Linked DNA regions of Danio rerio: region 1 is linked to region 2. A link is a contact called in public HiCAR-type data. All regions are on one chromosome and are shown on one strand. Each heading gives the region's core, a stretch centred on a gene start, on an enhancer-like site or on the middle of the called end of the contact. The rest is flanking DNA. Distances are from core to core; before and after follow the strand shown.

Region 1 (7,487 bases), core at 723-3,222, 150 kb before region 2:
CATATAAGCAATATCAGCACATGGGCTCAGGACTTTTGCAAACCTTTGTCCAGTGTCGCAATATGTAGTGTCTCGACCTGGCTTAAAGGCAATGACAAATTAAAGAGAGGACACACACAGGATGGTTTGGTACCGAAAAATATTTATTTAAACATTAAAGAATAAACAAGTGCTCACTTTAGGTTAGCAAAAATCAAATGTTAACCAAGGCTAGAAAGAAACAAAGCAAAATAAACAGGAGCAAAAGCTCAACAAGCAAACACTGCTGGCTTTTTATAGAGGGGAAACCAGGTGTTCCCAATTGTGCAAATGAGTCTGTCTTTCCTGCTTCGGCCGATGAGTGGGTTGGTCTAAGAGACTTGTCACAGTAGCTACATCCACAAATGCCAGTGAAAACTGTACTGTGCCAAAAGGAAGCCCTATGTTAACAGTGTCCAGAATCGCTGTCGACTTCCCTGGGCTTAGAGGCATCTGAGATGGACTATCACACAGTGGAAATGTGTATTGTTTTCAGATAAATCAGTATGTCAGGTATTTTGGGAGAAATGGATGCTGTACGCCCTGAACCAAAGAAGAAAAGGATCATCCAGTCTGTTTCCAGCAACAAGTTCAAAAGCCAGGGTCTGTCATGATATTAAGTTGTGTCGGTGCCCTTAGCAAAGGTAGCTTGCACTTCGGTGATCGCACGATTAATGCTGAAATGTATATAGAGATTTTGGAGCACAATATGCTGCATACTTTTCTGGGGACACCCATGTATATTTCAACAAGACCATCCAAAACCACATTTTGCACACATTACAAAGTCCTGGCTGCAATGGAAGAGGATACAGGTACAACAACAAAAGACCCTGTACTGTTGCCCACATTAAGACTTGTTTGCAGGAGGAACGGGACAAAAGTTAGACCTGAAACACTTTTGATAATGAATGTCATTATTGCAAAGTGGTAAATGCTTTACTGTTACAATCTTTTTTGAAATGTGTTGCAAGGACAAAAACTGAAATACGTTTTTATTTTGAAAAAAAAAAAAATAAATAAATAAAACTACGAGGAACACTTTACATGATGTTTGTTGTAATAGATAGATAGATAGATAGATAGATAGATAGATAGATAGATAGATAGATAGATAGATAGATAGATAGATAGATAGATAGATAGATAGATAGATGATGGATGGATGGATGGATGGATGGATGGATGGATGGATGGATGGATAGATAGATAGATAGATAGATAGATAGATAGATAGATAGATAGATAGATAGATAGATAGATAGATAGATAGATAGATAGATGATAGATAGATAGATAGATAGATAGATAGATAGATAGATAGATAGATAGATAGATAGATAGATAGATAGATAGATGATGGATGGATGGATGGATGGATGGATGGATGGATGGATAGATAGATAGATAGATAGATAGATAGATAGATAGATAGATAGATAGATAGATAGATAGATAGATAGATAGATAGATGATAGATAGATAGATAGATAGATAGATAGATAGATAGATAGATAGATAGATAGATAGATAGATAGATAGATAGATAGATAGATAGATAGATAGATAGATAGATAGATAGATAGATAGATAGATAGATGATAGATAGATAGATTAATAAATAATGATTAAGAATAATTAAATTATAATAACATGTTGAATGAGACACTCCAGTTTCTGATAAAATAATTAAATCAAATTCAACTGTAGTTTTAAAGTGTGATTCAGAAGTTCAGAATATATGAATCCAGACGAGGGACTACTTTCTCTGCAGTTTGCAGCAGTGCTTCCAAAAGAGGAGTGAACTCAAGTCTGGCGGACGGACAAGTGTTTTCTCTGCGGTCTGATAGTCCTGTATGCTTTCACTGGGGCGGATGAATACCACGTGTGAGTGAGTGAGAGAGCGAGAGTGAGAGAGAGAATGTGTGTGTGGTGTGAGTGAGAGAGCGAGCTAGAGAGAGAGAGCCATAATGACTGTTACTACTCCTAGTGTAAATCAGTTTCTCGGCGCACAGAGCCACTAGCGCTCGCCAGAGGACGCATGCAGGGAATTTAAACCCCCTGTACTCAAAACACACCACAATATTCATTTAATCGCCGTAATTTAATAATGTGTCAACACCTCAGGCCATAGTTGCAGGAAGTTTGCGTGTTGTCGGTGGACATTTTTCGCACTTTTTTGCGGGACTATGGCGGTGGAGCTGCCGGGGAAGCGCTGCCTGTGCGCGAGCGGCTCTGGAGATCGTCTGCTGGAGCCCGCGGGGATCTCGCACTGGGGCTGGAGAGCCGGAGTCATCCGAGCGGCCGCTGCAGACTGCCCTGCGCTCACGGTAATACAAGAGAAAAGCTCATTATTTAGTTAGACACGCTTGTTTGTTTGTGTGTTCTCCAGTTTAAATAACTTCTACAAATAGCATTTGACATGTTTGCCAGAGCAAAGTTTGACGGAGCTGCTGATATGACAGCGAAAGTTGATTGTTTTGTTTCTGTCAGTTGTTTTAGTCAACAAACATTCATGCGGCTTTTACTATGAAGGCTGGGCGTGTTACTATGATAGAGTGGGGGAAAACACAACTGTGTGTGTGTGTGTGTGTGTGTGTGTGTGTGTGTGTAAGTGCGTGTGTGTGTGTGGTCATGGCTCAGCGGGATTCACTCAGACTAATCAGCTGTTGTGAGACAGTTTACTGCACTGCCGCTGTAGCGCCTAATGACTCCATCACTCCACCACAGCACTCAAACCGTCATCACGACGTGTTTTACACACACACACACACACACACACACACACACACACACACACACACACACACACACACACACACACACACACACACACCTTCTCTTTATCTTTATTATAGACTGATATTTACTTCAAACGGATTTGGAGAAAGATGGGATACACTTTACAGTCTAGCATTACTGTAATAACCAATGAACAACGCTAGTTATGTGGATGCAATTGCACTTAAACCGTCAGGTACATGATTGTAACGATAATGTGCGTTACTTGCATTTGTAACTACACTGAAAAATATTTAAAGATAATACCTTGGATTTGCTAAATGTTTTTTTTAAGTTAATTGGTTGTAAACAATTAATTTGGGTTTAATTTCAACAAACAAATTAATTTTTAACATTACTAAATTTAATTAGTTTAAATTCAGCAAATATAAATTGTTTGTGACAATTTTGCAGCATTTCTTTTAGTATGCATATCCATATTCATATATTATTAGTGTGTGACGAATATATAATGCAGTGACTCAAACAAAGATATAATACACTAAGTTACTAACCATGTATATTTTTACAGCATATCTATATACAAACCCATGTCACACATATAGATCCTACATCTAATTACTTTTTGTGGTTACATCTATAATTAGGCTCTTGAACTTTACTCTTACCTCTTGATCCAGCTTTAAGCTTTCCACGAAACTTGTTTGTAACCCTAACCACACTGCAAAAAAAAAAGTTTTTCTTACTTAGATTTTTTTTGTCTTGTTTCTAGTCTTAATATCTTAATATTCTTAAATCAAAAAGCATTTTCTAGACAAGCAAAACTCGTTGTCTTCATTTAAGAAATAATATTAAATAATACGGCAGTAAAGGCAGAGTTTTTCTTTAAAACAAAGCAAAATAATCTGCCAATAGGGTAAGATTAATAAACTGTTTTTTTTTCTTTTGACATTAGATTATTTTGCTCACCCCATTGGCAGATTATTTTGATTGTTTTAAGGAAAATTTTTTTATATCGCCATATTATTTCTTAAATTAAAACAATGTGTTTTGTTTGTCTAGAAAATGCTTCTTGATTTAAGAGTTTTTAAGATATTTGGACTAGAAACAAGGCAAAACATCTAATTAAGAAAAGCATGTTTTGCAGTGCATATCTCCCTGTCAATGTATACAAAGATAAGATGCATAATTTTTGGTGTCTGCATCAAGTTACATTTATAAAAGTGTATTCATAAACACATGTAAAACATTAGTTATCATACTGAATGACATTTTAGCGGGCGCCTTCTTTCGAATCAAAGTTGTATTATACTTATTTTTGTGTTAGTTCACAGTAAATTACAGCTTTTATTTCTTTAGTCGTACCTTTTTTTAATTAAGTCTTATAAATGCTATATAATTATGGTTATATGCCAGTCCATCTAATGCACCTAACAAATGAAAACTTATACATTCATTCATTTTCTTTCAGCTTAGTCCCTTATTTATCAGGGGTCGCCACAGTGGAATGAACCGCCAACTTCCAACCGCCGCTAACCACTAGACCATCGTGTTGCCCAATAAGCAATTTTTAGTCACACATTTAAGAGCTGAAAAAAATATATATTTTGGTAATTATATGTAGTAATAAGGTTTCATAGGTGATGCAATGTATAAAATATGCTGGATAAGTTGGTGGTTCATTCCGCTGTGTCAACCCTTGATTAATAAAGGGACTAAGTGGGAAGAAAACAAAGAAATGAATGAAATTCCTGATTAATTATTCCACAAATCTATCATAAACGCCTTGGATATTCATTAGCCGTGGAATCACTACATTTAGCAAATGCATGTTGACTCCAGTAAAGCCAGTATACGGTTCATTAGACTGAAGCTTCACACGCAGGCACCCTGTGTGTACTGCAGTAGGCATATTTGCATTTTTACAACCGTGAAGCTAATTATGAGGGTCAAAGGCGCACTTTCCTCCTACACTAGTGCTCAGTGAAAGAGCAGATCTCCCTCTGAGGAGCACACACTGCGTAACTGAAGTTGTGGCGGTGTGTTTCATTGACATTTTACCTGTAAATGAATGGTACATGTGCTGGGGTGCAAAAAAGAGAGCAGAAATATGTTGATTTTTTTTAATGTGGAATCATTGCCCAGTTTTAGCAATGTCGCCTCACAGCAAGAAGGTCTGTGTGTGTTAGAGTGTGTATATTAGTACTGGGTTGCAGCTGGAAGGGCATCCGCTTTGTTTAAAATATGCTGGAATAGTGGCGGTTCATTCCGCTGTGGTGACCCCTGATGAATAAAGGGACTTAGTTGAAAAGAAAATGAATGAATGAATAAAATTGTCCGTAGTGTATGTGTGTGAATGAGTGTGCATCCGCTGTGTAAAACATATGCTGGAATACCTGGCGGTTCATTCCGCTGTGGCGACCCCTGATGGTTAAAATGGCCAAAGGAGAATAATTGAATGAATGAATAATGAGCAGCATGATGTTTGTGTGTGTGCGTGACTGTGTTTTATTCAATGTATTCAGTGTTTTTGTGCAATGATAGTTTGGTCCTGCAGCTGCTGTCATATGCTCCCAGCTGTGAGTGTGTGTGTGTTTGTGTGTGTGTGTGGAGAGAGAGAGAGAAAGAGAGTGTGTGACTGGTTATTACAGTACTGGCGTTGTTGCTCAGATCATATGTGGTATGATTGGTTGGCAGAGGCTTGCATCCGTGTGCATGCATAATCACATTCATTTACTCAGCACAGGTGTGGGACTGCTATATCTGTGATTGTACAGCTGTGTGTGTTTGTGTGCCTGCTGTATATTTGTGTATATGCCTGCCTGTGTCTTTGTGTATTTGTGTGTGTGTGTGTGTGTGTGTGTGTGTGTGTGTGCATATCTATGTGTGTGTGTGTGTGTGTGAGTGAGAGTGCATCAGTATGTGTCAGTGTGCGCATTTCTGTGTGTGTGTATGTGCCTGGGTGTGTGTGTGTGTGTGTTTGCATTTGAGTTTGTGTGTCTGTGTGTATATGTATGTGTGTGATAGTGCATCCGTGTGTATTGTCTGTGTGTGTGTCTGTGTATGTACGCGTGTGTGTGTCTGCATGTAAATGTATGTGTCTGACTGTCGTGTGTCTCGTCTCTGTGTGAGAGTGAAAGAGAGTGCGTGTGTGTGAGTCTGTCTGTATGTATGTATGTGTGTGCGTGAATAAGGGAGAGAGAGTTTGTGTTTGTCTCTGTATGTGTGTGTGTGAGTATGTGTGTGTGTGAGAGAGAGAGAAAGTGCATCTGTGTGTGTTTGCGGGTCTCTTTGTGTGCCTGCTTATGTGTGTGTGTTTGTGTGTATGTGTCTGCATGTGTTTGTGTTTGTGTGTGTCTCTGTATGTATATTTGTGTGTGTGAGAGATTGTGTCTTTCTATGTGTGTGTGTGTGTGTGTGAGAGAGAGAGATTGTGTCTGCGTGTGTGTGTCTTTCTGTGTGTGTGTGTGTATGTTTGTCCCTGTATGTGTGTCTGTGTGTGTCTGTGTGTGTGTGTGAGAGAGAGATAGAGAGAGAGAGAGATTGCGTCTGTGTGTGTGTGTAAGAGAGATTGTGTCTGTCTCTATGTGTGTGTGTGTGTGTGTGTGTGTGTGTGTGTGTGTGTGTGTGTGTGTGTGTGTGTGTGTGTGTGTGAGAGAGAGAGAGAGAGAGATAGACGATGTGTGTTTGTGTGTGCCTGCTTATGTGTGTGTCTGTGTGTATGTGTCTGTGTTTGTGTCTGCATGTGTGTGTGTCTGCTAGTGTGTATGTGCATGTGTGTGTGTGCATGCATTTGTCTGTGTGTGTCTCTCTGTATGTATGTCTGTATATGTGTGTGTGTGTGTGTGTGTGTGTGTGTGTGTGTGTGTGTGTGTGTGTGTGTGTGTGTGTGTGTGTGTGTGTGTGTGTGAGAGAGAGTGAAAGTGCAGTGTTTATGGGTCTCTGTATGTTTCTGACTGTGTGTTTATCTGTGTATGTGTCTGTGTGTGTCTGCAATGTGTGTGTGCGTGTGTGTGAGAGTGTGATTATATCTGTGTGTCTGCTAGTGTGTGAGTGTGTGCATGTGTGTGTGACTGTGTTTGTGAATGAATGTTTGTGTGTGTTCATGGTGGGTCTCTGTGCTCTGGGTCTGTGTGTTTGTGTATCTGTATGTGTTTGTGTAAATGACAGTGTGTGTGTGTGTGTTTGTTCATGGGTCTGTGTGTTTGTGTATCTGTATGTGTTTGTGTATATTACAGTGTGTGTTTGTGTGTGTTTGTGTGTGTGTGTGTTTATGGGTCTGTGTGTTTGTGTATCTGTATGTGTTTGTGTATATGACAGTGTGTGTTTTCATGGGTCTGTGTGTTTGTGTATCTGTATGTGTTTGTGTATATGTCAGTGTGTGTGTGTGTGTGTTTTCATGGGTCTGTGTGTTTGTGTATCTCTATGTGTTTGTGTATATGACAGTGTGTGTGTGTGTGTGTGTGTGTGTGTGTGTTTTCATGGGTCTGTGTGTTTGTGTATCTGTATGTGTATATGACAGTGTGTGTGTGTGTGTGTTTTCATGGGTCTGTGTGTTTGTGTATCTGTATGTGTTTGTGTATATGTCAGTGTGTGTGTGTGTGTGTGTGTGTGTGTGTGTTTTCATGGGTCTGTGTGTTTGTGTATCTGTATGTGTTTGTGTATATGTCAGTGTGTGTGTGTGTGTGTGTGTGTGTGTGTGTGTGTGTGTGTGTTTTCATGGGTCT
Region 2 (7,087 bases), core at 881-3,380:
AGACTCTAGAACAGTGTTGCCTAGTCTATAAGACCAACAGAAACGGCGCCCTACTGCAATGGAGACACACTTGCTGTCTCAAACACGTCTTACCTGTTGACTCTGTGTCATTGATGAAGCTTCTTTCAACAGCTCTGAGCAGAGAGAGAAACAGATTCAGTGACTCTTTTGTTTTTAATGACTGTTTCCCAACCTCTAATTATGTGTGGATGGTTTGAGGTGGGAGAAAAAAAGGATTCATTCCTGTACCTGCTGCTTCTTGATGGCACTCAATCGCCTCCTCATATTTTCCTTTCATCACCAACTGATCTGCCCTTCGGCCGTAATGATGAGCCTGTAGAAAAGAACACGGTCAAAAATTCTGGAGAAAAAGACATTACTAACAGGAAAGACAGTTCACTCAAAAATGTCAATTTACTCACACACAAGTGCTTCCAAGCCTGTTTGCTTTTCTGTTGAACGGGGAGTAAGCTATTTTGAAGAATGCTGGAAACCAGTAACCATTGACTCCCATAGTGGGAAAAAAAATACTATGGACGTCAATGGTTATCAGTTTCTATACAACATTCTGAAAATTATCGAGTGAAGGTTGGGTAAATCTGATCAAATTTGCAGTTTTGGAAGAACTATCTAACTTTATATAAACAGACTCCTATTTTTTTAATGCTAAAGTCTTAATACAATGAGAAAAAAAAAAAACTGAACCCAAAACAGTATGTGGTATTTTTGGATTGCAAGACAAACTACATTGAGGTAAAGTAGGTTTTATATTCACACTTTCGCTCAGTGACAACTTCTGGCAAGCTCCCTATATTGTTTACCATGGTATTTGAATATTCGATCTGAAATGACATGCAAATATGACTTCAAAACAACATAAGCACTATTTATTTGACTGTGAACAATGTTGTACTTTGATAGTCATTAGCTGCTATTATGATTTCACTATTTATAATTTGCAAAAAAATACTTTTCTGAAATTATATTATTAAGGACAAAGTCCAAATTTGTGAATATAAAACCAATTTTAACTCAATAGAAAATACTGCAACCCAGAAACAATTGTGGACATATTTAACAGTGAGCCTATTAAGGTATCATTGTCACCATGTGCTAATTTAGTTTTTATTAACATTTAGTATAACCTTTATTAATATTTAACCTTATTTTTATTTTATATTAATCTGATTCATATATTAATGTTCAAGTTTTAGCATTTTTTAAAACTTTTTTTAACGTTAAACCAGGTATATCTCTTCAAATCTTCATACATTTGGCCCCATGGAAGTTCAGAACCAGCTTTTTTAAGTGTGACTTATTTGTCATTATATATATTTCTTTTTACATTTAAATTAATATAAAAATATATATAAAGGTAAAGTAGGTTTTATATTCGCACGTTCGTTCATTTAGCAGTCTCTATATCGTTTATCATGTTAATTTGAATATTCGATCGGAATTAGCATGCAAGTATGACTTCTCAACAACATCAGCACTATCTAATTCACAGTGAACAATGTTGTACTTTGATGGTCATTTGCTGATAATATGATTTCCCTATTTAGAATTAGCAAAGAATATTTTTCCGAAATTATATTATTAGGGAATAAAACCAAATTTACCTCTATGAATATTTTTAGTATTATGCTGTTTTCATAACAATTACTGAAATCATTTGAGTTATTTTTTTAATCACTTAGTAACGTTACAAAAAGTAAAACACTTTTTACTTAAGTAGTTAAAGAAATTTATAGTTATTTGTTTAGCTACAGTATAGGTAAATTAAAATTGACCTAAATACAGGACTGATGAGGGTTTAATTAAATTTTATAGTTTTCATTGACAAATTAAGGTGTTAATTACGTTAAACACAACATACTCAACATAGTTTAAACACGTAAAGCCAAAACATAAAAAAACGCGTAACGTGTTTATTTGTATTATCGTCAGTAACTAAGTTGACAGAACATTTTTTTTACATTTTATGCTATTCAAGATATCACTTACACGATTTAGAGGGCTGTCAATTACTTCCATTTCTATTTGAGCATGCGGTTTCGCCGTTTTTACAGTGGCAACTTCTTTATTTACACTTAGAAGATTAACCATAAACACGGCTGAACACCTTGCGTAACTTCTTGAGCGTCGTGTTTGTTTGTAGTGACGTGACACGTGCTGGAGAGCGGAAGTCTGAATGAATCCAAAGTGTATGACGACATCTGCTGGACAACACAAACTCAACCTCCAGCAATGGTAAAGCTTTAAAATAAATAACACTGTGAATCTTACAGTGTCTCTTTTCTATTGCACCCAGAGACTATATTTTATATGACCTTTTATACATCACTATGACAATGCTTTAAGATAGATTTAAAGTGTTTTTTTTTTGTCATTCATACCACCCCTGCCAAAATCTTTTGTTTTTTTTTTTAGTTTTGTTCTGTTGTCTATTTTTGTTGTCATATGGTTTATATCTTTTATGTAGGTTTTTGTATTACTGTTAAATGTTTCAATAAAAACATCTCTTATCACTATAAAAACAAACAACAACAAAAAACATGTTCGAAGTAGTTACACCTTAACCACAAATTCACCACGACTTTGCTTTACTAAACCATTACTATATTCGTAGTAACGTTATTTGTTCTTTAATTCACTTTTATATAAATGTTTTTAGAGGGAAGAGAGCAGAGTATCTCAACAGCAGCAGATTTTATTTAATCCAGTCAACAGACGTGTTTGAAACATGACAACTGTCAATGATTTTAATTAAGACCACGTATGTCACAACTGACAAATGTAAACTAGGCTTATCTGAATAATGTTATCATATTCAGAAAAATTAAAGCATCACCCCAAAATTATAATCTACTCACTTTTACTTACCCCCAGGTGATTACATTGTAATTCTCTTTAGTCTGTAAAAAGTAAAAAACACTAAAGAAAATATTTTGAAGAAAGCTGGAAAACTAACCATTGTCATCCATAGGAAAAACAAATAGTATGGAAGTCAATGGTTACAGGTTTCCAGCTTTCTTCAAAATATATTCTTTAGTGTTCACCGGAGTAAAGAAACCTATGGTAAGTAAATTTTCAATTTTGGGTGAACAGTCCCTTTAAGTACATGTAATTGTGGATTGTAACGTTTTAAAATACTCAAAATAAGATTACAGGTAGTTATTTTATCGATTACAGGATTACATATTACAGTTTATGCATGCTAAATGTCTTCTTTTTATCTAGTGGCATTTACTGGAATGAAAAAAGTTAACAAAACATATTCAAAACCTGGAAGACTTTGGCATTGCAATGTCCTTTTTATGTTAATTAACTAAATCTAAACTTTTTTTTTGTCAAACCAACTCCCTATAATAAGTTTCAGCTAAAGACTGTTCAGGACAAATGGGCATATTGAATGAGCTGTGAGTGAGTAAATTAACCATCCAAGTGTCAATGAAATAGTTCCCTCAGCCTACATTTTTGTGAAACATAAATTGCATTGCTCCGGGTGCATTTCATTGCATGTTTCAGATAGCAAATCCACTAGAGGGATGTGTTACTTAGGGTACATTTTGTTGTATTTTTTAGAAATATATCCTGTTTACATCCAGAAGGCAAAGCTTGTCAAACAGATCACCTTTACATTGATCTCTTTTATGGAACTGTGCTTTCATGAATTCAAACCAGAGCACTCTACATCACAAGTACAACACGGTACAAAGTGAGTCACAGAGCAAACTAACCACATCTGTAAAGTTGTCCATATGAAGAAAGACAGGTAGAAAACATATATTACTACAATTCATAGACAATAGCTATGTTTCCATCCAAAAATCCGAATTAACTTTATGCGCAAAAATGAATTATCGCATAAAAGCCGTGCGAATAAAGCAGCGTTTCCATCCAACGAGTCAAAGCGAACAAAAATGTCTCTTCCTGATTAACTGGTGCCAAATATCAACAGTAAAAAGGAACTTGCTGCAGTTGGAGAAGCTGCGTCACTCATTTTTTCATTTAAAAAAGGATCCTGACACGCAGTTAACACACGGTGGTAATTGAAGGTGTCAGACGCAGAGCACAGACTCTCTTGATTCTGGAGGTCATTAATGATATAATAACACTGATACTTAAATGGTAAGGCATTTTAGAATGACCAAAACAACAGTTTAGGTGTTTTACAGTATGCTCAGCCTGCTGGTTTGTCCATTTACACACATTTTCATTATCACATTACTCTTTTCACAAAATCACATGACCTTAATTCGCATACTGAAATTTGTGCAGTAAAAGTGTTTCCATCATAGTACATCTTTTTTTATCGAATAAAAAGTTTGTCCTGCTCAGTTATGCGCATAATTTTTATGCGCATTTTCAAAATGTATGCACATCATGACGTTTCCATCAACCGCTTTTTTATGCACATATGCAAAATGTGCATAAAAATAGGTGGATGAAAACATAGCTACTGTTAAGTTGTTTTGTGGTACTTATGTGGTGTTGTGCAAAGAAATGCATGAAAATTTGTAGATTGTTGATAATATGACCCTGTAAATATCATTAGTGTGAAAAGGAACAAAAATTGGTAGCGTCATATTGCCCCATAGTGTTCATTTTACCTAGAAACTGCAGTTAAATGTATGATGAAATGTGTTTTTGAGCTTTCACAAAGAACAGGGTTCAAACTAAATATTTCCAACGAGACTATGTTGAAATTAACATCAAATGTTAAATTTTCAGTGAATCTTCTGTTTAAATGCAAGGCTAAATGAGAAACCAAACAAGACACAGGTGAACATAATCAGTTTGCCAATGAGAAACCATAAAAACTAACTGAAAGACAGCCAGCAGGCACATGTCATAAGTAGGGCCAAACAGAATCTGCAGACATTTTTTGCTATTTTTGCTTTGGTAAAAATCTGCGGATTTCTGCGGAATTATTTTGGGAGTATCATAACTTAAACCTTAATATGTGAAATAAAAATTTGTATCTATTCTATTATTTAATGTGTAAAATGCAAATCCGGTTCGATTAACTTTATTTGGTAAACAAAGTAAGTCTCCCATATGATATATCTACTAAAAAACTGAAAATAATACTTTACAAACTATACATAAATCAGATGAATATTTTCACTTTAGTCAATAATGTTACTGTTATTAATTTAAAAACTGAATAAATATAGATTTACACACATTTACTCAAGTAAATTAACAGAAATAATGATGGGCTGAAAATCTGCAGAATTCTGCGCACACAGATTCCGTGCTGGCCTATAAGACATTAATATAAAGTGATATTTAGGCAGAGAATCAATACATCAGGGTATTTTGACGCTCAATAATGATGTCAAATGACGTTGATATTTGGTTGTTATTAGGTTGTGTTGGTAAGTGACCAAAATCCAACGTTGAGCTCACATCTTAACATACTGACATTTATTTATCAGGTATGGCAGCCAAAATCCAGTGTCAGATAGATGGCATAGTGGTATTATCCACACAACATCAAACTGTTACATCATTAGACGTTGAAATTTGGTTGTTTTTAGGTTGCGTAGGAAAGTGGCCAAATTTGCAACGTCTGTCCAATGTCGGACACTGATGACGGTCTGACGTTGGGTTCTGACATCAACCTGATTTTCATTTCCACCCAAAATGCAACATCCCACAACATTCTGACGCCATTTCGATGCCCTGTGCCTACTGGACAGTGGAACTGAAGAAAACACAACAAACACAAAGAGTCCATAAAGACAACCTAACCATAACATTAGTTTAACAAATTCAAAAATCCCACTATATTCCCTAGTCATTTTTCTCTCGAGTCGCTTTTTATTGGATATTTGTATCAATGATTTTGCCATTGAGTGTAATGCACTCTTGTTGGTTGATGTGGCTGTTTTATTGAATATGTAGGCTGAGGTCCAGCATTTGCACACTGGGGGAGGAGGTTTAGTCTTTGACCGTTCACAGAATCATTTTTGAAATGTTGAGCAATACTGCCGAACAGCTATATGTATAAGACACAACATTAACAACATCATCAGATTCATTCAAATGCCATCATTTGCATGATGATGTTCAAATACACACCGACTTCACCCAGACGAAGCGCATAAAGGCGAAGTCGACAGTGGTATTTCAGCTGGTCCATGTTGATTTTCCATCTAATGATCCTCTCCATGCTCCCGCTTTCTGTCTTTGTTTCTGGATGATGACATGGGCAATACCATCAAACTATAGGGCCTTGGTCATCCATCTTCCTGCTCTTTCCTCCTACGCATGGGCAATTTTGCGTGATGGGGGTTCACTGATCCCTGTGAAAAAAAAAATCTGGGAGCTTCTTATCCAGGAATACTTAGCTTGGGTTATTTTTGCATGCTTATGTCTGCTTAGAATTTCTTATTATTTATCAAGTTGTTCGAGATTACTGTAATATTGCATTTAATGAGTAATATTAATATAAGAATGATATGTGATATGCATTAAATATATATTCAACTAAGGAAAAACTGAAGAGACCACTATAAAATTCTCAGTATTGACTGGGTTTATTGGATGCGGGTTTGAGTAAAATATTCTGCAAGGGTCTGATAATGTTTATTACAATTTAAAAAACAAATATTGTCACTTAGAGCATTTATGTTATTTATAATTATTCAGTATATCAAATATCTTAATCTGTTGTGATTGAAAATAAGGGGTTTCAATCAGATATTGATTTCTTAACTTTTCTGAACTTAAAATATTAGGATTGCATATAGCATTACTGTAATATAAACACATTTGATTAGTAAATTTCAACATTTTTTATTTTACATTTGGATGAAATGCAGTTTACTGAACAAACTAAAATGACTGCTCTACTCAATCACATGATAAACAGTAACCCTATATGTAAAACAAAATAAAAAATCTACTTTTTAATAAAAAAAAAATGTAAATGACAAAAGCTCTTAAAAATGAATAAAAGGTAAACTAAAATAAAAATGAGAAATCTAAACAGCTAATTTAAAAAGTGCCATAATCTAATGCAGTGTTTCTCAACCACCAACACTGCATGTTTTGGATGTCTCCTTTCTCTTTT

Evidence for each region. HiCAR-type assays count read pairs that join an accessible place to other places.
Region 1: a contact with region 2 is called in a HiCAR-type map of caudal fin, with 9 times the contacts expected there. The contact joins the promoter of jmjd1ca here to the promoter of nrbf2a in region 2. A contact is called at or near these places in 6 of 18 Hi-C or Micro-C datasets (caudal fin, embryo, hematopoietic stem cells and 2 more) and 2 of 4 datasets of contacts at active chromatin or transcription factors (caudal fin and embryo).

The regions. Positions count from the first base shown.
Region 1 is chr17:48,817,820-48,825,306 of GRCz12tu, reverse strand. It overlaps jmjd1ca (jumonji domain containing 1Ca), which reads left to right and starts at 1,972. Exons shown (of 27, transcript XM_021467470.3): 1 at 1,972-2,348. The coding sequence starts at 2,208.
Region 2 is chr17:48,667,601-48,674,687 of GRCz12tu, reverse strand. nrbf2a (nuclear receptor binding factor 2a) reads right to left here and starts at 2,130. Exons shown (of 4, transcript NM_001386790.1): 1 at 2,008-2,130; 2 at 250-334; 3 at 94-134. The coding sequence starts at 2,109. It overlaps znf365 (zinc finger protein 365), which reads right to left. Exons shown (of 6, transcript XM_073927739.1): 6 at 5,886-6,317.